Regions from separate parts of the Mus musculus genome. Here region 1 is linked to region 2. The links are chromatin contacts, called in public HiChIP or PLAC-seq maps. All regions are on one chromosome and are shown on one strand. Each heading gives the region's core, a stretch centred on a gene start, on an enhancer-like site or on the middle of the called end of the contact. The rest is flanking DNA. Distances are from core to core; before and after follow the strand shown.

The links. HiChIP or PLAC-seq counts read pairs in DNA pulled down with a chosen protein or histone mark.
Region 1: a contact with region 2 is called in an H3K27ac HiChIP or PLAC-seq map of extraembryonic endoderm stem cells, with 15 times the contacts expected there. The contact joins two enhancer-like sites. A contact is called at or near these places in 4 of 39 promoter capture datasets (the 3T3-L1 cell line, liver and stem cell-derived epiblast-like cells), 4 of 484 Hi-C or Micro-C datasets (the C2C12 cell line, embryonic fibroblasts and myocytes) and 3 of 115 datasets of contacts at active chromatin or transcription factors (embryonic limb bud, extraembryonic endoderm stem cells and stem cell-derived neural progenitor cells).

What each region holds. Positions count from the first base shown.
Region 1 is chr6:54,363,477-54,368,750 of GRCm38.p6, forward strand. All of the region lies in intron 3 of 9130019P16Rik (RIKEN cDNA 9130019P16 gene), which reads right to left. Among named protein-coding and RNA genes, the nearest start is that of Prr15, 39 kb to the left of the region's middle. Within about 2 kb of position 1,380, at least 35 of the 459 cell types and tissues checked have an H3K27ac peak or open chromatin away from gene starts, as enhancers often do. A contact at or near this core is called in the C2C12 cell line and extraembryonic endoderm stem cells, where this site is marked.
Region 2 is chr6:53,800,714-53,805,702 of GRCm38.p6, forward strand. No RefSeq gene overlaps it. Among named protein-coding and RNA genes, the nearest start is that of Tril, 18 kb to the right of the region's middle. Within about 2 kb of position 1,503, at least 84 of the 459 cell types and tissues checked have an H3K27ac peak or open chromatin away from gene starts, as enhancers often do. A contact at or near this core is called in the C2C12 cell line and extraembryonic endoderm stem cells, where this site is marked.

The sequences.
Region 1 (5,274 bases), core at 130-2,629, 560 kb after region 2:
TTTTGCTAGGCCGGTGGGTCAAAGTGGCTCTCCAGCATGCCTGTCCCTCTGTGACCTTGATGCCCACTGCTTGATATGTAAAGCCAGCATTTTGGCTGGCTGAACTAACGTCTTAAATTGTATTTATGTACAAGGTGAGGCTGAGGCTGCCATTAAGTAAGAGAGAATTGTAATAGTAGTTGGAACAGCCTATAATATAAAAAACATTGTGTGTGTCCTAGTTTGCTTTTGTTTTTGTTTTTTTGCATTCTGTTGCTATTAAATACATTATGACCCAAAGCAACTTGAGGAGACAAGGTTTTATTTGGCTTATACGTCCCAGTCTCAGTCATTGAAGGAAGTCAGGACAGTGGTGACTCAAGTAGGAGCAGAGGCAGGAACCTGGAGGAACACTGGTGACTGGCTTGCTTTTTAAGAACAGGGGTCGGATAAGGTTTAACCTTGCCTCAGACCCATAAAACCAGCAAGCCAACCAAAATAAGCTCTGTATCGTTAGCACCCAGTGTTAACTATACAGCAAAGCCTTTCAGGTCGCCTTACCCACTTGAGAACTCCCTGGTATTTGCTCTTAAGACAAAGGTTTAAAATCACAGAAGAGGGAATGAATTTAGGGGATGAGCAATACAAGGACAGCAATGGCAGGGGGTGTGTCCAGGACCCCTGAAGGTGTCTGTCTGAGAGGAAGTGAAAGGGCTCTGCTAGACGGCAGGGCTCCTGGCCCTCAAACAGGACTTACTCACAATGCTCCTCAAACAACCTCTGACACTTCATCACATCTGTAAGCCAAATCTACAAATGCTCATTCCTCTTCGCTTTAAAAAACAAAGTCCCCAAGGGCTTCTTTTCAATGACACCAAAAGCATGTACAGTAACTTACAGCTGTGATTCCAGCACTTGGACTAAGGCAGGACGATGGCTATGAGTCCAGACGGGCCTGTGATACATTGCGAGTTCCAGGCCAGCCTGGGCTATAGAGTGAGCCTCTGTTTAAAACAAGCATTTTTTAAAAAAGTATAAGTTAAAACCAACTGAATGCACTACTTAAATTGAAATGTTTGCCAAAGAAACAGAAATTTATTTTACCACGCTGCTCTGAGAAGCAGGACACGCCTGTGGCACAGGGGCTGAGTCAGAGGGTGTGGTGAGAACAGAAACAGAAAACTGATAATCTCCCTCCAAAAGCCAAACAAAGCAAATCCTGCTGTGGAAACTCCATTCTTTTTGCTAACAAGGTTATGCTACTTTAAAGCTGGCCCTTGCTGCGAACAGGGGAAAGGTCCGATCAGAGCAAGGTTCGCCTTCATCTCACACTGTGATCGGTGCATCTGTGTCCGCACTGGCCGGCCCTCACCTCCATTCTGTCCACTCAGCTTAGGCCTGGGCTGTATTGAGCCTGCACCACTGTAGGAGCCTAGAACAGGGACTCCCTGCCATGTCATTGTCTGCAGCTGGTGACCTGTCCCATTAATGGTGACTTGTCGGGTCATGCAAGGCAACAATGCTTCTCTGTATCTACAGGCAAAGTCCAGGCTCTTTAGCTACACCCAAGATCTGGGGCCATCCTCCCCTCAGACTGCCTGGGTGCTCTGTCTTTGTCCCAGCCAGGATCAATCATTCTATCGGTTGCTATTCTGGGTGTGGGTCAGATACACAGTATGCATCTCTGTTCTTGCTCAGCCCGAACCGCCAACCCCCTTCCCCGGCCTTCTAATGCTTCCTTCTGGATAAGTCAGGACTTTTGTCTTTCAGGAAGGTGTCCCTGAGTGTCCTAGCACAAAATGCTGGAGCTAGTGCTACTTGCACACATTAGGAACTCATGTGGCAACCTAGCTTGGTATTGGCCCAAATCAATCCTACAAAGTCTCTTTAAATCTAGACCGCAATGGAGGAGGGACAGGGACTTGGGAGGGGTCCTAGGTGACAATATCTTGCTCCCAATTAAAAATGAACTAACATGTGAAAGGTTTCTGTCTCATACATGAAATTTGGGGGAAGAAGTGGTTTTAAAGGCCTACGAGGAGCTATTTCTCTTGGCTTGGCTTCCTTCTCATGCTCAGAGGGTGGCTATAGAAGCTACAGGCTCTGGTCTCCTAACAACCAGGCCTGCAGAAAGCAGAAAGACTTAGTCCCAGACTTCCTAGAGCTCCTTCTTCTCCGTGGCCCTGATTATCCTTGAGATAGACGACCTGCCTTTTGTCAACCTGTAAGCATCATGGCTGTAGGGTGAGAGCTGTTCTATGAACAATGCTTTTGTTTTTTTTTCAAGTAACTCTTGAGAGAGAAGAGAGCATTCACATAATGTTTATTATAACATATTGCTATGATCATTCTATTTTGTTATTGTCGTTAACCTCTTACTGTGCCTAAGTTATAGACTAACCAGTCACAGAGTGGATAAGATGTTGGTTATGGAGGCCTAGTGGGTGGGAGCTCATAAATGGGAGCTCCTTACTTCCCACTGTTTCTTCATCCCAAGTCTCAGGGTACAACCCCTGCCAGGTAAGAAAGGACTTACTGCATGCATGTGTGTGGACCAAACCAGAGTCCTAGCTCAGACATACTCTTGTGTAGAGCCCAGGTCCTTTGCAGAGGGAGTAACAAAGCAAATCTCCCTGCTGGGGACTTTGCGGTGAGCTGGCAGCTCTTTACCATTTTAACTTCTGGTTAGCTCAGCACTTTTTATGTTTCTTAACTAGCTAGGCAAGTTTTATTGTTGTTTGGTTTGGGGGGTGGTTTTTTAATTTGGTTGGGTTTGGGAGTTTGTTTTGTTATTGTTGTTGTTTGGTTTGGTTTGGTTTGGTTTGGTTGGGGTTTTGTTGTTGTTTGGTTTTTGGGTTTGTTGGGTTTCAGGGATTTTGTTGTTGTCGTTGTTTGGTTTGTTTTTTCTTATGTGTATGGATGTTTTACCTGCATGTATGTCTGTGCACCACATGGGTGCCTAGTGCTTACAGAGGTCAAAAGGGGGCACTGGATCCCCGAAACTGGAGTTACAGACAGCTCCGAGCCACCATGTGAGTGCTGAGAATTGAAGCAGGCCCCTCTGGAAGAGCAACCAGCTCCTTCAGTTGGCTTTTCTTTGTGCTGTTAAATTCCTCATCTCTGCTTTACAAATTCAAAAACAGTAGGAAGTTGACCTGTAAACCAACCAAACAACAGCCCCAGAACTATACAAAATGACTGATATAGTCTCTGAAGCTATGATATAGTCTCTGAAGCTGACTTCACAGAGGTTGAGGGAGAGGTGAAGCCGAGCCTATCTCTCACAGTTATGCTACATGTCTGTGCCAGGCACTGGACTAGACCCTTTTATGTTATCTTACTCATACTTTCTGAGCCACGTTCGTAACTGGGCCCCACCTAACAGATGGGAGACCCGAGATTTGGAGAGATTTGCTATGTCCCCAAGGCTACCAAGACACACTGCTGCACTCCAGTGCCATAAGAAACATTAAATTTGCTGTTGACATTCTGCAGTCTGGTGACAGATGAGCATGTGCTGCAGTGACACCGGCCATGCTTAGATGAAGCAGAGAGGCACTCTGACTGTTCACACACTGGCCCAGGACATGGCCTCCAGCCCCCAGCAGACTCCTGCTTCCTTTTCTGAGCTGAGTTAAGGCCGTTTTCCATGTGGCAAGCTTGTAGAAACCCTGCTCTGCTTCCACCTTTGTCTTCTGTTTCCCATGCCATAGATGCTAACTCCCCTCCCCCATGTTTCTCTTTCCCAGCCCCAACCCTAGGGAAAGAACTCTGTGGATAGAAAAGGCAGGAGTGTGCATGGCTTAAATGGGAACCACCTTTCTTCCCTGTGGACCTCAATGTGGATCATAGAGTGGATGGGATGCAGGATGCAGAGGCCCCGAAGCATATCCCAGCTCATCTTTTCTTCCCTCCATAGTTTTGAGAAGCAGCTTCATGGGTATTTGGGGGAGCTTGTCCAATACAGGGTGCTCCCCTCCTTTCACCTCCCAACAGGAAACTACAATTCTGGTTTGCATCCTTCCAGACATAGCCCTGTCTTGAATTACTTCAAGCTTTATAATTTTCTACAATCTGGGAGTGGGGGAGATCTCTGTGGGTGAGAGGTTTCCTTTATAAACCAGCCTCAGAACTCATGGGATAGTGGAAGAGAAGCGACTCCACATAGTTGTCCTGTAACCTCTAATTCAGTTTTGTGACATGTACACACACACACACACACACACACACACACACTACCAACACCACCAGTGGTGATGATGATGGTGGTGGTGGTAGAGAGAAGGAGAGCAGAAGGGAGACAGGGCCATAGGGAGGGAGGGAGAGCGAGAGGGAGAGAGTTCCCATGTTTCATGAGTGGTTTCTCACTCTGAATGATTAGAGTGAAAATCCGCACAGCAGAATACCCTGACCTGCTCAACAGACCTGTCAGTGTCCCAGGAGCAGCCACTCACTTAGCTGAGCTCTGCAATGCAGGGGAAGTGAGGGTATCTTAGATGGGGAAAACAGTTACTGGGCATGCGCTTTGTCCTGGATCTCACAGGTCTTCAGCCTACATAGGCTCCCTCCCTCCCTCCCTCCCTCCCTGTCTCCTTCCTCATTACTGCTCTTTCTTTCTGTATTCCTCGTTGTGCAGGTCTGGATAGAATGTATGCTGTGTCAGTAGAGCAATGGGAATCTCCATCACTTATCTCAAAATCCTGGGCTTAACTTACTACCAGGAACACTCAACAGAAGGCAGTTAGTGCAGCACACTTGGGAGAGCGGTGAGATAAAGTAAATTGCTGATGCCTGGAAGTTTAGTGGATGATGAACTTACTGAACACACACCACCTAGTGGCAAGCTGGAGTAAGACCACCTCAGCACGGGGCCAGACGCTAGTTCTCCCAGAGCAGGTACTGTGCCCTGTGAGGCGCTTTCTCATTGTAGTATTGTATTATTTAATCAGCACGTGTATAAATCTCTCAGAGTGGGAGCTGAAGGATGAGTTACAACTGAGAACTTAGATCATCTGGCTGCAAAGATAGACTCCTTGCACAGCACACATTATGGGAGCCAAGGACAGCGGCAGCTTATCTGATTAGGAAGTTAGAATTCTGCACGAATAACAGCTACTCTCAAAGATTTGAGTAAATACCAGAGTATCCAGAACAATAGACGATTACTTCACATTTTTACATTTGGACACATTTTAATAGATAGCCGGCTCCCTGTTCCCATAAACTGAATCTATAATCTCCAGTCTAATACATAACAAGGACAGTACCCCTCCACATCTTTGTTTTTACAAGAGG
Region 2 (4,989 bases), core at 253-2,752:
GTATTCTATTTTTTAGTATAGCTGCAGCCTTAGTACAGGGCAGGGCTGGAGCAGATGTGGATTGCAGTCTGAAACAGTGTGTGGTCCTGGGAGGGAACACTGATGCAATATGGAAAAGTCTGGGATTTAGTTCATAGCAGTTTGTCACTGACTTTTGTAATTTTGAAAAATGTACATAGTTTATAAGATGCCAACATTAGAAGGAACCAAGTGAGCAGAAGCAGATGAGACCTCACTATATGATTTTGAACCTTACACGAAAGTCTAAAGTGATTCCAAAATTAAGAGATTTTCTTAGCATGGACTTCACTAAGAATTACTGGATTTGAGCAAGCAAACAGCGTTGAAGAGCTAACAGGGCTCCCAGCTTTCTGAGTCGAATGTCTGTGTCTGTGTTTAGGAGACTCGGATTCATTATCTTTGCACAGAACCTGGTACTGAGTCCATCTCATCCTGATGGGACAAGGTAGAAGCCTGGCGAACCAGGATTTACACAGTTCTGTCACCACTCACCAACTGTCTAATCATTGAGGTGTAACATTTATAAAATGAGTAATGAAGTAATGGAGTTCTAGAGACCCCAAGATTCTCAAAGACGGTATCACCAAAAACCTAGTGCAGGACTCCTACGGCTTTGTGTTTAGCTGACCCAAACACCTCACAGTCAGTTGGACTATTTCCTGTAAATGATAATGGTGACAATGGGGACTATTGTTCTTGACATCAGCTACACCCTTGGTCTCTTTGGAAGACAGAGACCAAAGGTATAGGAAATAAAGTCTCAAGTTCTCCCTTTCTTAAGGGACTACACTAGCTTGCCCATTTGAAAACAGTTGCCAACTTCCTTGCCCTTCCTGTGTTAAAAAAAAGTTAGAGTTGGCATTTCCACAGGCTGCTGTACTGAGAGACAGCTACTGACTGCCTGTAGAGAGCCCCCACCCCCAACCCCGAGCTCTACTGTGATGTGTGTGTAAACCCTTTCTGGGTGGCCCCATTTCTAGCTAGCTACCCAGTGCAGGCTCCTGAATGGCTTGGATCCTTTCTATGTGCCCTACTTTCTGACCAGCCACCCTGTGCAGGCTCTGTAACTGCTGGGGTGCTCGGTGAAATCCCTTTTCTACCAGGGGCAGGAAGCTGTGAAGGCAAAATATGAATACTTTCCAGAATTATGTTTTACAGGAAACAGAGGGACAGTGAAATGCTCTGTTCTGGGTCCTGAGAGTTCCGTCTCATTGTAATGTGATCATCCACCCCTAATCTTGGCTGGTGCTGAAGCAGGGAGTCACCGCGTGCCAGCACCCTGGGTCTGATGAAATAATGTGAATAGCTTAGGATGTTTCCAAGCCTTGGGAATAAGGTCATGGAAAAGGCACTGGTGTGGGGGTTGGGGAGGGTGAATCGAAATGGAAATAGGGAAGGACTGAGGCCACTCTGCTGCAACAGAAGAAGGAGGGGCTTTACGGAAGGGCTGACCACAGGAGCTAGGTCAAGGCCAAAGAGAGAGAAACTGTGGCTCATTCTTTGGAAGATGTTAGCCATTCTGCAGTGACTCACTGCTAGGCCAGCTCTTAACCCTTCATCCTGGAGGAACTAATGCTAACGGATAAACAATAAGGAAGAGAACACATCACAAAAGGAGCTGCTGAGTAAGAAAACTGGGAATTGCTGGGGTGATCCAGGGGGAATCTTTGAAGCAAGAAGTAGAGCCACCCAGAACTACAGCAGTCCCTGGCTTGCTTCAGTCTCAGTCTCTGCTCCCCGAATCCCACCTCCAATGCTCTGGGTGCATGGCTGAGCAGAGTGGCCCCAAACTCCCTGTGCTCGCCCTCCTGAGCTCCAGCACAGCAGCTGCTGCTGCTGTTCAACTCTAAGAGGTTCCACTATGCCCACCTCAGAAAGGGAGTTGACATCCTGGTGTGGTCCTGAAGTCAGCCCCATGAATCTAGGCTTACAGCTCTTCCCGAAGTGTTGAAAGAGGAGGTAATTCTCACAGCAAGAAATGGGGCCTATAGAGGCCCTCAAAGACCACACACTGTTGGTATCAGGACCTCTGAAACCCGTGACATCACATAGGTTCGACCCACACACCTGTTGCCAAGGCAAGAGCCACCATATTCCCAGAATCCACTTGGCTCACCTCCTATCTTTACCTGTGACTATGTCACCATCCATATATAAAAAAAGCCCCCTTCCATATCTCTCTCTCTCTCTCTCTCTCTTTCCCCATTCTCTTTCCGAGGCCACCTTGCCCTTCTCTCTCTCAATAAACCTCATGTGGAACTGTTTGACCTGGTGTGGTCTTTCTGAAGCCGCAGGAAAATCACACAACACACCACATACCACACACCACACACCACACACCACATGTGGAAAACGCCCCTCCCAGCAAATTCAGAAAGCAGTTCCTTAGTCATCTTCTTTGGTGGCTCCTTCATTCACTAGTTTTAATTCATCTGCTTGGATACTGGGATTCTGACAAACAGGAAAAGACCATGAAGGAGGCTAATAATGGCTGCCCTTCTGTAAGGCCCTAGCTCTCCTGTAGCAGCTTAGTGGCCTTAGCCCTTCCCTACTTTCATCAAGATTGACTCCCTAGCCAGTGCTGTTGTTTCCCTGACCTTATTATTCCCAAGGGCATAGAAGCATCCTAACATTCAAGCTGTCTGTGGATGGATTGGAGTCTATGGCTAGCTAGCTCTGGGCTACCTTGGTGTCTTTTTCCTGCTATTCCTACTGGAATTACACACTATGGAAGAAATGTTACCAAAATCTGCAAGCCTAGACAAAAGTCGGCAGCTCTCTAGCCAGACTGGCTTTCTAGTATGTCACTCAGGGGTGGAAGTCACAAATGGCAGAAGCTGTTCCTGGTAGATATGCTAGGAGTGAGATGAGAGCCGGTGGTAGGAAAGCTGAGTCTAACGAATGAGACAATGTGAGCCTCGCCTTCTCTGATGGGTGACCGTGATTAAGTGTTAACCAGACCTTCTGATGTTATACCCTATTCAAGTCTCCACTGTGGATGGCAACCCAAGGCCACAGGCAGTGAGCATCTGTGAGTGCCAGTGGATCCATGCCATGGCCTTGGGAGGCTCTACCAGCCCTGCTTCCTCCCTAAGTACCATTGCCCAGAGGCCAGGTGTATTGTGGGAGCCACAACAGTATCATGTAATTAAGTTAAAATGTCTCAGCTACATCTCAGGCATATTCCTTTATGACCAGAACAAAAGGTCATTTGGTGAAGTAATTTTTGGTGGGGAAATCTGTAGCATCTATAACTAAATGAATGCTTAGGGTTGGTTTGCTTGTATTTCCATCTCCCATTATACTTGCTTTGCAAGTCTCCAAAACTCATGTTCCCTAATTTATGATCACTCCCAGCAATCCTCTGGGATCCAGCAACTGAACTTCACTGTCATTATCACTATATCCACCAACAAGCATCTCTTCCTGAGTAGAATCGGTCAAAGGCCCATTGTGCTCAAAGGATTTGTGTCGGGGTGGAAGTTAGTCTTGAACGAGAAAGGCATGACACTCCTCTGACCACTGAGACTGGCTGCCACGTGTTAGCTGGGTGCACATGAGGCTGTGTAGTCAGGCCATAGCTGAACATCTTCCTCAGCTGGCAGAGTCTGGAAATACTTAGTGAAAATAAAAAGAGAATATGCCAAAGGGGGGCTCCCATCAGACGACTACATTGTGAGTCACTGCCTAACAGACACGCCTCAGGGGAACAAGTCTACATACTTGGTAGAGGGCCAGGACATTCTGTCACAAGATGCTAAAGTTCTATCTAGTAAATAAATAGATAGATAAATAAATAAATAAATAAATAAAGACAGAAAAGCAGACAGACAGACATGCAGACAGACAAGATGGAAGGATAGATGGAAGGAAGGAAGGAAGGAAGGAAGGAAGGAAGGAAGGAAAGAAGGAAGGTTGGTTACATTTTCCTCAAACTCCAAAGGGAAATGGAAATGAAAGTCAGAATTTTAAATGCATCTTTGTGTGACAAGGGACAGTCATCTAAACCTCGTCTCACTTAAAACTGGTCTCAAGTGAATTCTTATCTCAAAATGAACATTTTTTTTAAGTGCTCAAGTCTACGCTTCTCGAAGATTAACACCCACATATGGACTGTGCAGGGTTTAGTTATTGCTTGCCTCCTGGGAGTCCTTGGGAAGTCATTAAAACTTGAGCCTCGAGATTCTGCAAACCCTTTCCGAGGGTCTAGCCTGGGGAGTCTGCCTGATCCTCCCATTAGAAACCCCCCTCCCAGGCCTCTCACACCTAGGCCAAGGCTCATGAGGCCTCAACCCTCGTCAAAGAATGGCAGGCAATGAAGGAGTTCTGAGAGTGGGAGGAACAGTTTTCCTCTGGGAAGGCCATTTGGTCAACCCTGAAAACATACATACTAGTAATGTTATACAAATGGAGAAGGTTGTGTTTGTGTATTTAAGAACACACACACACACACACACACATTAATGAAAAAAAAGGCCATGGTTTTGAGACTGTGATTGCTAATCTTGGTTGTCAACTTGACTATAAGTGGATCAACTAAACTCCAAGCCAGCTGCCGGTTATGCCTATGAAGGACTTTTCTTGATTGCATCATTTGAAGTAGGAAGATCTGCACTTAATGAGAGACATGCCTTCTCCTGAGAGCCTATAAAAGCATAGGGAAGAAGAAAGATTTTGCTTCTTGCCTGCTTGCTCTTGCTCTCACTGGCAAGTCCGTCTGCCCTGCTGCTGAGGCGTTCCTTCACTGGCATTAGAGCCTACTTCTTCAGAATTCCAACATGCACTGAAGACCAGCTGAGACATCAGGACATCAGCCTCATACTGAACAACTACTGGATTCTTGGATGTTCTGTCATGAGACAGCCATTGTTAAACTAGCTGGACCATGGCCTGTAAGAATCTAATTAAATTATATATATATATATGTGTGTGTGTGTGTGTGTGTGTGTGTGTGTGTGCGTGAATATG